Linked DNA regions of Ovis aries: region 1 is linked to region 2. A link is a contact called in public Hi-C data. All regions are on one chromosome and are shown on one strand. The core of a region is the stretch at or near the end of the contact, and the rest is flanking DNA. Distances in the headings are between cores, read along the strand shown. Region 1 holds the start of GNL1 (G protein nucleolar 1 (putative)). Region 2 holds the start of FLOT1 (flotillin 1).

Region 1 (4,265 bases), core at 1,000-3,499, 130 kb before region 2:
TATGTGAATGCACACGTATGTCTCTGACTATGTAGAGGTGTATGTGTACATGTTAATGATCTCCAACCTAAATATCCACACAGACTTCAGACCTCCCTTTCTCCCCCTGGAGAACAACAGTGAAGCAGCACAGCCAGATCCCAGGAGAGCTGTCCAGCAGCATGTCTAGAGCCTTAACCACTACCCTAGCATCCCAAGTGAGGCTGAGTTCTGTAGTGACTCATATGGCAGGGAAGCCCACTTCACAGACTCCCCTGGAGCTCCACACTGAGACTTCCTATTAGCTCTGGTGTGCTAGGAAACAGGAACAGTTTTCCATCAAAGGATTAAAGAACAGGAGAGGCAGTTGGCCAGAGGAGGAGTGACAGGCTCTGACACTGATGAATAAAGACTGAGTTCCCAACTGCAGACTTCAGCAGGGTAGAGGAGACTGGAAAGGAAGGGATTACATCTATGTCTCCCAACTACTGCCTCTGCCCTTTACCCCACCAGAACCTCCCTCCCTCCTGCCCCTTGCCCACCCTCATCTCAGGACTCACTGGATGTCGGATATCAGTAATCAGCAGAACAATATCAGACATCTCTAACACTCGCCACAGCTGCCTCCATGTCTGAAAAGACAAAATCAGTGAAAGAGAACTTGAGCCCAGAGTCACTCTCCTGCCTGACTCAAACCAATCTGGCCATGGGTGACTATGCCCCACTCCTGTCCCCACTCTAGTCTCACCTCCAGATTGTGCTCAAAGTAGCTGAGTTTCTCAGAGGTGTAAGCCCCATGAATCTTCCCAAGATACTCCTGGAAGCTCCGTTCCTCCTGGCTCATCAGTTGTTCCTTAGACATCTCATAGCTCCAAGGAGGACGTCGGGGAAAGTCCAGGACTGAGTCATCAATAAAAAGTCCAAATAAGTTTTGGGATAGTTTCAAAACTCAAGGGTGCATTTCCCAGACCCCTTCTTCCTCCCAGTCGGCTCTTACTCTTCCAAACTCCTTTCCCCAGCCCACTGCCTGTCCCAAGCATCCAGGCGCTGAGCTTCTCACTCACCAGAGCCGGGCTGGTAGACCTCCCGGATGTCCAGCTCCAGCAGCTCAGCACTGACGGGCTGTAGCACTTGCTCCCGGGCAGCTCTCTTTCTCCTCTCCACTTCCTCCCGGCTGTCTCGCTCAAAATGCAGCCGGTATCTAACAGGGAAGGGACCACAGCATCCATCGCAATCCTTGGCCCACCACAAACTCTTCTCTCCAGACTTCAAGTCTCGCTTCTCAGCCAGCCCTCCCCCAAATCTCTTTCGTGCAACAACAGGCCTTCCCCTAAGTTTCGTCCAGAAACAGCCAAACTCTCTCCAGGCTCTGCGGAAGGGAAGATTGTAGCCCGCTCCACAAGCTTCCCTTGTGCCCTAGCGGCCCATGGAGAACCGTGGCATCCCAGCCCTCCCCCAATCTCGTTTCAAGCCTCCACCACCAGCAGCCTGCTTTCCCCCAACGCTCTGACTTCCGGGTAGGCGGGGAAACTTGGGCCAGAGCCCCCCGCCCATTCTCACCGATTTGGGTCATAGCCTCGCGGGCCCAGCCCTTGGGAAGGTTGCTGGTTGAGCCTGCGGATGTGATGGGTCACAGACTCCCCGTCCGAGGTGTCGGTCTGCTCCTCCCGCCGCTCTCGGCTCCCGCTGCGGCTGTTGGAACTGGATCGCAGCCCATCTTGAAGCCCTGCGGGGAGGAGCCGGTGACGCCAGTGCTGGCCAGTTCTCAGGGGCCAAAAGACCCCCTCCCCGGTCGGCCTGGCTCCTCCCCACACCACCGCACTTCTTTTGAGACCGGGCCCTCCCACCTACTCTGCCCAGGACCCTCCCGGATGTGCGTGGGGGGAGGCACTCCTCCTCCAGGGATCTGCGGGGATGGCGCCCCGTTGGAGCTGGAGGGATTCCCCTCCCCCAACTCTCCATCCTTCCCCACCCCTTCCAGATGTAGGGGGCTGCGGTGAGGGAATCCCCTCCGCGATCGCCCACGCGCGTCGGCACGCGGCCGCCACCCCCTCCCACGCCTCCCAGAGGTGAGGCGGGCACACCCCTCCTTCCAGATGTGCGGGAGTCCGAGCCCCGCCCCCTCCTCTGGCTCCTGCACTGACCTCTCTTCCGCTCCCGCTTGTCCTGCAACTGCTTTTTCTTCTGCTTCACGCTGAAAGGCTTCTTCCTCGGCATGGCCCGGACCAGTCACCTGGCCCGCCCTCCGCCGAGCTCCCGCCGCCTCAACTGACTCCCCCCGGGGCAGCCCCCGCCGCAAGGGCCCGGGACCCTGGAGGGGGCGGGGCTGAAGGTGACGTCAGCGGGCGGGCCCGGCCGCTGCGCCCGGGCGGCCCGGGTGGAAGACAACGGGGAAATACAGTCACTTCCCAGTGAGAGCGAGGCGAGAGGATGATGCAGGGTAGGCTACCCGCACGTGAGAGCCAGTGGCACGGAGAGGGCGCTGCGGCGGCGAGGAAGGAGGCGCGCGTGGGAGGATCGGGCTAACTTCGTCACGGACGCTACCAACTCGCCTTCAGAGGAGGGGGGACGCGTGTCATCACTACCTTGCGCGCCGGGGAGAAGCTACCACTCACCTGGAGGGGGCGGTGGAGCGGAGGGCGGGTCCTACCACCTGGGGAGAAAGGGGCGTGGACGCGCATAAGCTACTTTACCAATCCTCCAGCTGGGCCTTAGAGGAAAGGCGCGACTGCGCATCCCGGGAAGGAAGCAGAGTTACTGAACTACACTGGGGGCCGGGTCAGAGGTCTTGAAGGGTGGGTGGCGGTCTGGAGAGCCCTGGGCAGCGCCCTGCTGGGACCCAAATTCCTTGTGGGAATGATGATAAGGAGCAGGCTTACAGATCATAAATGCAAGCGCCGCCGAGGAGAGAAACCCAGGTGGGACAAGGATTTTGGGAGGGAGGTCATAGGGCACCAAGTTGTGCCTGCAGCTGTTACCATAGAAACCGGGGACCGGATATGGCGATCTCAAGATGCGACAGCCTTCTCTTATCAGGCCTTCTGGCCCGAGAGTCGACTCTATGGCAGGCTGTGAGGAGCAGCCGGTTGTGGATTTTCTTTCAGCGAGGGGAGGAGCGAGCAACTTTTTCAAAGCGTTTATAGCAACGCAGCAAAGGAAAGGTTTGAGATTGCTGCCCTGCCTGGCAGAGACTGCGGGAGGCGGCTGATGCGAGAAGAACCGCACAAAGATTCTCCGCAGCCTTCCGGAAGTGAAATGGCGGGAGCCTCAGCCTCAGTGTCCACCGCCCCCCCCGGAAGCGGAAACAGAATCCCAGCGTGCCCCTTCCTCACTGCCCTCCAAATCCCGCTGCAGCCATTGCCGCAACCACGATGCCGAAACGAAAGAAGCAGAATCAGCAGCAGCAACTGCAGCAGCAGCCCCCACTGCCAGAGCGGGATGAGACTGGAGACGAGGAGGATGGGAGCCCCATCGGTGAGGAGCCCCGGAGGGGTGCGCACATGCCTGTCAGCCTGTCGAGGCGAAGGGTTAGAGGCTGAAAATATGCGGGGGAGAGGGGTCTAACGGGAGGAAGGGCGCACGCGCTGGGGCGGGGGCCGGGGGGGGGGAGCCTGTGTGGGATGGAACACTAAATGAGTTCTCTTTCTTGAATCCTCAACTTCAAACTGGCCTCTAACCCTTTGTAAAGAAGGGAGAGGAGATAAAGAACTTATGTGCGCAGCCGCAAAACGTCAGAGGGAGAGGGGCCCTAGAGAAGTTGCAGATTGCGATGACTGGGATGACAGTTTGTGACCACACTTGCATGGGGAAGGTGGAAGTAGAGCTTTCTGTGAACTCCTTGCGGATAGGGTTAAAGGAGAGGTATCTGACTGGCCAGCAGTTAAAGAGAGGGATTGGTTTTATCTCAGGAGTCACTTGGGATCTATTGGATAGCAACAATGTAAGGGAGAGAGAAAGTTTGTAGGTATCGTTTTCTCATTATACGCCGTGACAGGGCTGAGTCTCCACTTTGCAAATCCTGAAAATGCTTTGGAAATAGATGGGCGTCAGAACCCATAACACTGTTGAGAATATACCTGGCTTTACTGGTTAGATTAAGAAATGAGTAGTAGAAGGAAAGCATATAAGAACAGGATCATCAGTTTTTTAGTCCATTCTGATGACCATATTTTCATGTCTACTCTTAGGACCACCCAGCCTTCTGGGCCCTCCCCCCATGGCCAATGGAAAGCCTGGTGACCCCAAGTCAGGTGAGAAGAAAGGGGCCCTGATCCTTTGATTAGGTC
Region 2 (4,427 bases), core at 516-3,015:
GAAGGTTTACCAGATGGGAGCAGGGAAGCAGGGAGGACCAACTGCTGAGGTTTACCTGATCGTCGTGAATGTCCTTCAGGGTGTAGCTGACCACGCTGATGCCCATGTTGACCAGGTCTGAGGAGGCCACTTTGAAAACCTGCTCTGAGAATTTCTGCCTGTCCTTATAGATTTCCTGGGATAACAGGATGGAAGGAAGAAGGAAGGGACGTGCTCAGATCCTCTGGCCACCGTCTTCCTCAGATTAGCTGGGTTCTTAGGCCCCTTGCAGTCTGGCATCCCTTCCCGATCTCTCCCTGCCCTCAGGCCCACCTCCACGGTCATGTGGGCCATGATAGCCCTCTGGTGGCCCTCCAGTGTCTCCAGCGCGATATGGGCGATCTCTGCCTCCGTCTTCCCCAGGAACATCTGGCAGGCGGCGGCCAGCATCTCCTTGTTCTGACCCTGGATCTTTACCTGTAGCCAGAACAGAGCTGGGGAGGGTGTGCGGAAGGCCTCCTGAAGCCAGAGCAGAGGCAGGGAGAGTCAGGTGCCTTGGGGATCCCTGGAGATGTGGAGACTTGCAGAGAAATTGCTCCACAGGCAGAGATAGGGAAAGCCATGGTCAGAAGATTCTTAATGTCTGGGGACACAGAAGATGCTGGGTGGGGGAGTGGACTTTGAGGAAAAGGCTCTGAAAGCCTCACCTGGGCAATGCCAGTGACTGAGATGGGGACCCCATGGCGAGTGTAAACCTTTTCACTCTTGACATTGAGGGTCAGTGTGTTGAGTGAGATCCTAAGGGAGAGAGAAGGGGTGGACAGTGTGAAAAGGAAGAAAGGGAGAAAATGGGGGTTCCCTTGCCCCAGTTTTCTTGCTACCCACCTCTGGATTTGCTGGATGCAGGGCAGGACAAAGACACGGCCTCCAGCCACCATGACTGGGGGGCTCCGGCAGAAACCTGCACGGGGAGAGGGCAGTGAGCTGTGGTGGCCGGTGGCCGTGGTAGAGCTGTAGCGGTAGAGCTGTAACGTGGGAGACAGACCTTGGGGAGGGAGTGGGGAGCAACCTCCACGAGGAAAGCTGGAAGCTGACAAGGGCGAGGGGCAGTCTAGGCCTTGGAAGGCTACGCAAGGAATAATCACAAGTGGGTGGCATGAAGCCATCGTGGGTGGGGTGGACAGGAGGCCTAGTGCTGGGGAGCTGGTAGGGAGAGGGAAGAGGCCTCTGCAGGGGGTGCTCACTGGCTGAGCAGAAAACAATACTTACCGGAGACCACCATGGCCTCATTTGGGCCACAGGTGAAAAACATGGCTCAGGCTGGAGCTGGAGGAGGGGAAGACAAAGCCTTTGCGGATGCGAAGGGGCGCCGCGCAGTCCACAGGAGCGAACTCTCCCTTTCCAGTCAGTCCCGCCCAGCCTGCAGACGCCGAGGCCCAGGCTCTTCCGCAACCCCGGATTCGCTAAGGCTTTTCCTGTGAAATTTCGCAGCCAGCGATCCTCAGCCGCTCACCGCGCCCCACCTTCAGTGATATGAAGCTCTCCAGACCCGGAGAGGTCCCCAGACCCTTGCGCTACCCTCCCTGTTCCTCTGCAACCCACTCCATCTCCCCTCCCCCACCTACCTTCCCGGACTCGGGCGGCGGCCGGGCTGGGGTCCCGGGGAGGGCGGGGCTGCGTAGGGGGCCTGGGAGTCTAGCAGGTGCCACTCGCGTAGGGTCTCCCTGGGAGCTGGGCCCGCGCCCCCAACTCAGCCGCACCCCGTTACTGCTGCAGACACGACCCCGCCCCCCGCGGAGGACCACCCCCCTCCACCCCACCCCCGGCCTCGGGCGTCCGACCCGCCCCTTTCCCGGCAGGCCCAGCTCAGATCCGCAGCCCTCGAGAGCTGCAGAAGCGGCCCCGGTATGGGGGAGGAGGCCACACTTGGCCGCCCTTCCGGGGCCGGAAGTCCCGCCCAGGCAGCCCCACGCCCCGCCCCGTGCGACGTGACTTCCGTGAGTACGCTCTCGGGCAGAGGGAGGTTGACTCACGTCGCACTTGCCCCAGGTAAACTAACTGAGAAAAACCACAGACTGGGCAACGACTGACAGCGTCCGGTCACAAGATGCTGAGTTCCATGGCTCCAGGAGGAGGGACTCATGGGCCTGGGGAGGAGCACCGGCTGGGGACTTGACCGTCTCCTCCTCCTCCTGGCGCCTTGAAAGTAGGGGACCGCCGCTTGTAAAGAGACACACACATGACTGCCGACAGTAAATCAAGTTTATTTGTGTTCATAGAACATACGGGGCGACCCCAGAACAGCCTCCTGACAGCCCACCAACCCCGCAGTCACCCCCTTGGAGGCAACTTCAAGGAGATTGTAGGCCAGGGACCTTATTCTCAACGGTTCCCCGAATCTTCACAGACTCGCGAGTTGAGATGCTGGAGAACTGAGAGTGTCACTGCGACCCACCACCGTCCTTGACTCCCAGCCCGGGCGCCTTCTCGACTTGGGTTTCCTCCATCCCTTTTCCCGGCCTCGCTCAATTCTGGGTGCTTGCCTCCACCAACCCCACAGAGCCCAATAAATACCCAGAGACCTGCATTTGCAGCAAGGTGCACATCTCGCACTCCTGCATAAGTTAAAATAAATATTACATACACCCCTCCATCACCTAGGGGGACACACATAAATACACATAAATATTATTAGGAACAATGAGAAATAAGTTAACGACGCACTTCTTCCCCACCCGGCCTAACCCCGGCGTGCCGGTGCCTGTCTCTCCAGGCTCGGACCGGCGTCTTCGCCATAGTGTTCTGAGTGCGAGTTGCCTCGCGAGTCCCAGTTTGGGATACGCTCTCGCGCACCAGGTACACCCAGTGTTTTCTTGGTTTTTCAGGTTCTTTTGGGGAAGTGGGGAGTCCCGGTTAGAAGGCGGCCGGGTGTTGCTGGAGAAAAGTGCTGAGATCCAAAGCGTAGTCCGAGGGCTCCGAGGTCAGATTAAGGGGCTCGAAGACCGGGGCTGCAGCGGTGGGCGCGGGGGACGGTGCGCTGGAGGTGTCCTCCGGGGCCAGGGGTACAGACGCACCGTCTTCAGCCATCAGGATCTGACAGAAGATGATGGTCAGCAGGACAAAGAGCAGCCTTTTGGCAGGGTTCGGTTCCTCGACTGGCAGCTGACGCCGGACCTGAGGGGAGGTGATAAAAAGAACAGGTCAGATCGGGGCCCCGGCGTCCAGTGGTTCACCCTGCTCTTCCCCCGGGGCTGTCCACTTCGGAGACACTCACCACTCGTGGGTAGAGGACCCTACGGCTGCGCTTTCGATGCCCGCGGGTGGCGCTAGGGCGCGCAGCGGGGGCCACCGCGGGCTCCGGGAGAGGGTCGAAGGTGAAGATCTCGGGACCGGAGCCCCGTCGGGGTCCCGGGCTGGTGGAGGAGACCGGGGTCGGAGCCCGCAGGACGGTCATGGTGGGGAGGGAGCTGCGAGAGTGACACATTGTGCGCTGAGCTGAGCCGAAGGACGAGTGGCCCCGCAGTCCCGCAGAGCTAGTTATGTACCCCGAGAACTGGGCGGGTCCTTCTCAACTCCACCCTGGGCTGGGAGCTGTTGGACGGTCGGCTGGAAATTCCGAAGATTAAGCAAAGGGAGGGGGCGGAGACTTGGCCAGTGCCAACCGTAGGCACGCCAAGTGTGTGTTGTGAGTGTGTGAGTTGTGAGTGGAGGCGGATGAAATCCCAGACTGCGGGCACATGTCAGGACATGTGGCAGCTGGAGAGGGGCCCACAGACAGTTTGAGACGGTTCAGCCACAAATCCCCATCTCTGGGGACGTGCAGGAAGGCTTACATAAGGAAGTCTGGCCCTCTTGCTACAATCCTAATCCAGCAGAGTCTAGGAACCACAGTTACAGTGCATAGTCACACGTTTGTAGGGACTCAGAAAACAGCAGCCTAGGAGGGAAGTCATTAAGAAACAGTCAAGAAGCCCAAGAGAAATGAACACACTAGCACACACAGACACAAGTCTGCCTGCTTTAGCTAGCACATGCACACACACACCATGTTGTAGAGGTGGAAAAATTTCTCCTTCTAGTTTCGTTGGCTGGCTCAATAATTAAATTGACCTAGGACAGATCAACAGGAGAAAACAAATTTAATTGCATACTTAACAGAAGCCCAAGAAAACTTGAGACTCAAAGGCAGTCAGGCAATTGAAGTTTATATGCCATCTTTAGCTAAGGAATGGGAAAGAGGCCTGGGGCTTTAAGGGGAGGTGGGTAATTCACAGGAAGATGGGAAGAGCAGGTGATTGCTAATGAGATGTTTGTCCTGCCAAGCAGGTAAGTTTTTCTGGTGAATGTTATCACTGGACCAGGCCCCCTACCTCAGTTATTTAGGCCATGAAGGGAGAGGTGCAAGGCTTCTTTTGATTCTGCTGGGTCTTGATTGCTCCAAATAATTC

Evidence for each region. A called contact is a pair of places that touch in the nucleus more often than the background predicts.
Region 1: a contact with region 2 is called in a Hi-C map of liver, with 2.1 times the contacts expected there. The contact joins the promoter of GNL1 here to the promoter of FLOT1 in region 2. A contact is called at or near these places in 5 of 16 Hi-C or Micro-C datasets (blood, liver and tail adipose tissue).

Annotation. Positions count from the first base shown.
Region 1 is chr20:27,534,949-27,539,213 of ARS-UI_Ramb_v3.0, reverse strand. GNL1 (G protein nucleolar 1 (putative)) reads right to left here and starts at 2,249. Exons shown (of 12, transcript XM_027958866.3): 1 at 2,124-2,249; 2 at 1,540-1,705; 3 at 1,044-1,180; 4 at 728-879; 5 at 540-611. The coding sequence starts at 2,196. PRR3 (proline rich 3) reads left to right here and starts at 3,310. Exons shown (of 3, transcript XM_012100974.5): 1 at 3,310-3,453. The coding sequence starts at 3,351.
Region 2 is chr20:27,400,467-27,404,893 of ARS-UI_Ramb_v3.0, reverse strand. It overlaps FLOT1 (flotillin 1), which reads right to left and starts at 1,765. Exons shown (of 13, transcript XM_060403343.1): 1 at 1,605-1,765; 2 at 1,249-1,502; 3 at 865-940; 4 at 687-777; 5 at 313-456; 6 at 56-175. The coding sequence starts at 1,291. IER3 (immediate early response 3) reads right to left here and starts at 3,492. Exons shown (of 2, transcript XM_004018996.6): 1 at 3,254-3,492; 2 at 2,224-3,153. The coding sequence starts at 3,463. The coding sequence ends at 2,893. LOC132658256 (a long non-coding RNA gene) reads left to right here and starts at 3,572. Exons shown (of 2, transcript XR_009597619.1): 1 at 3,572-4,427.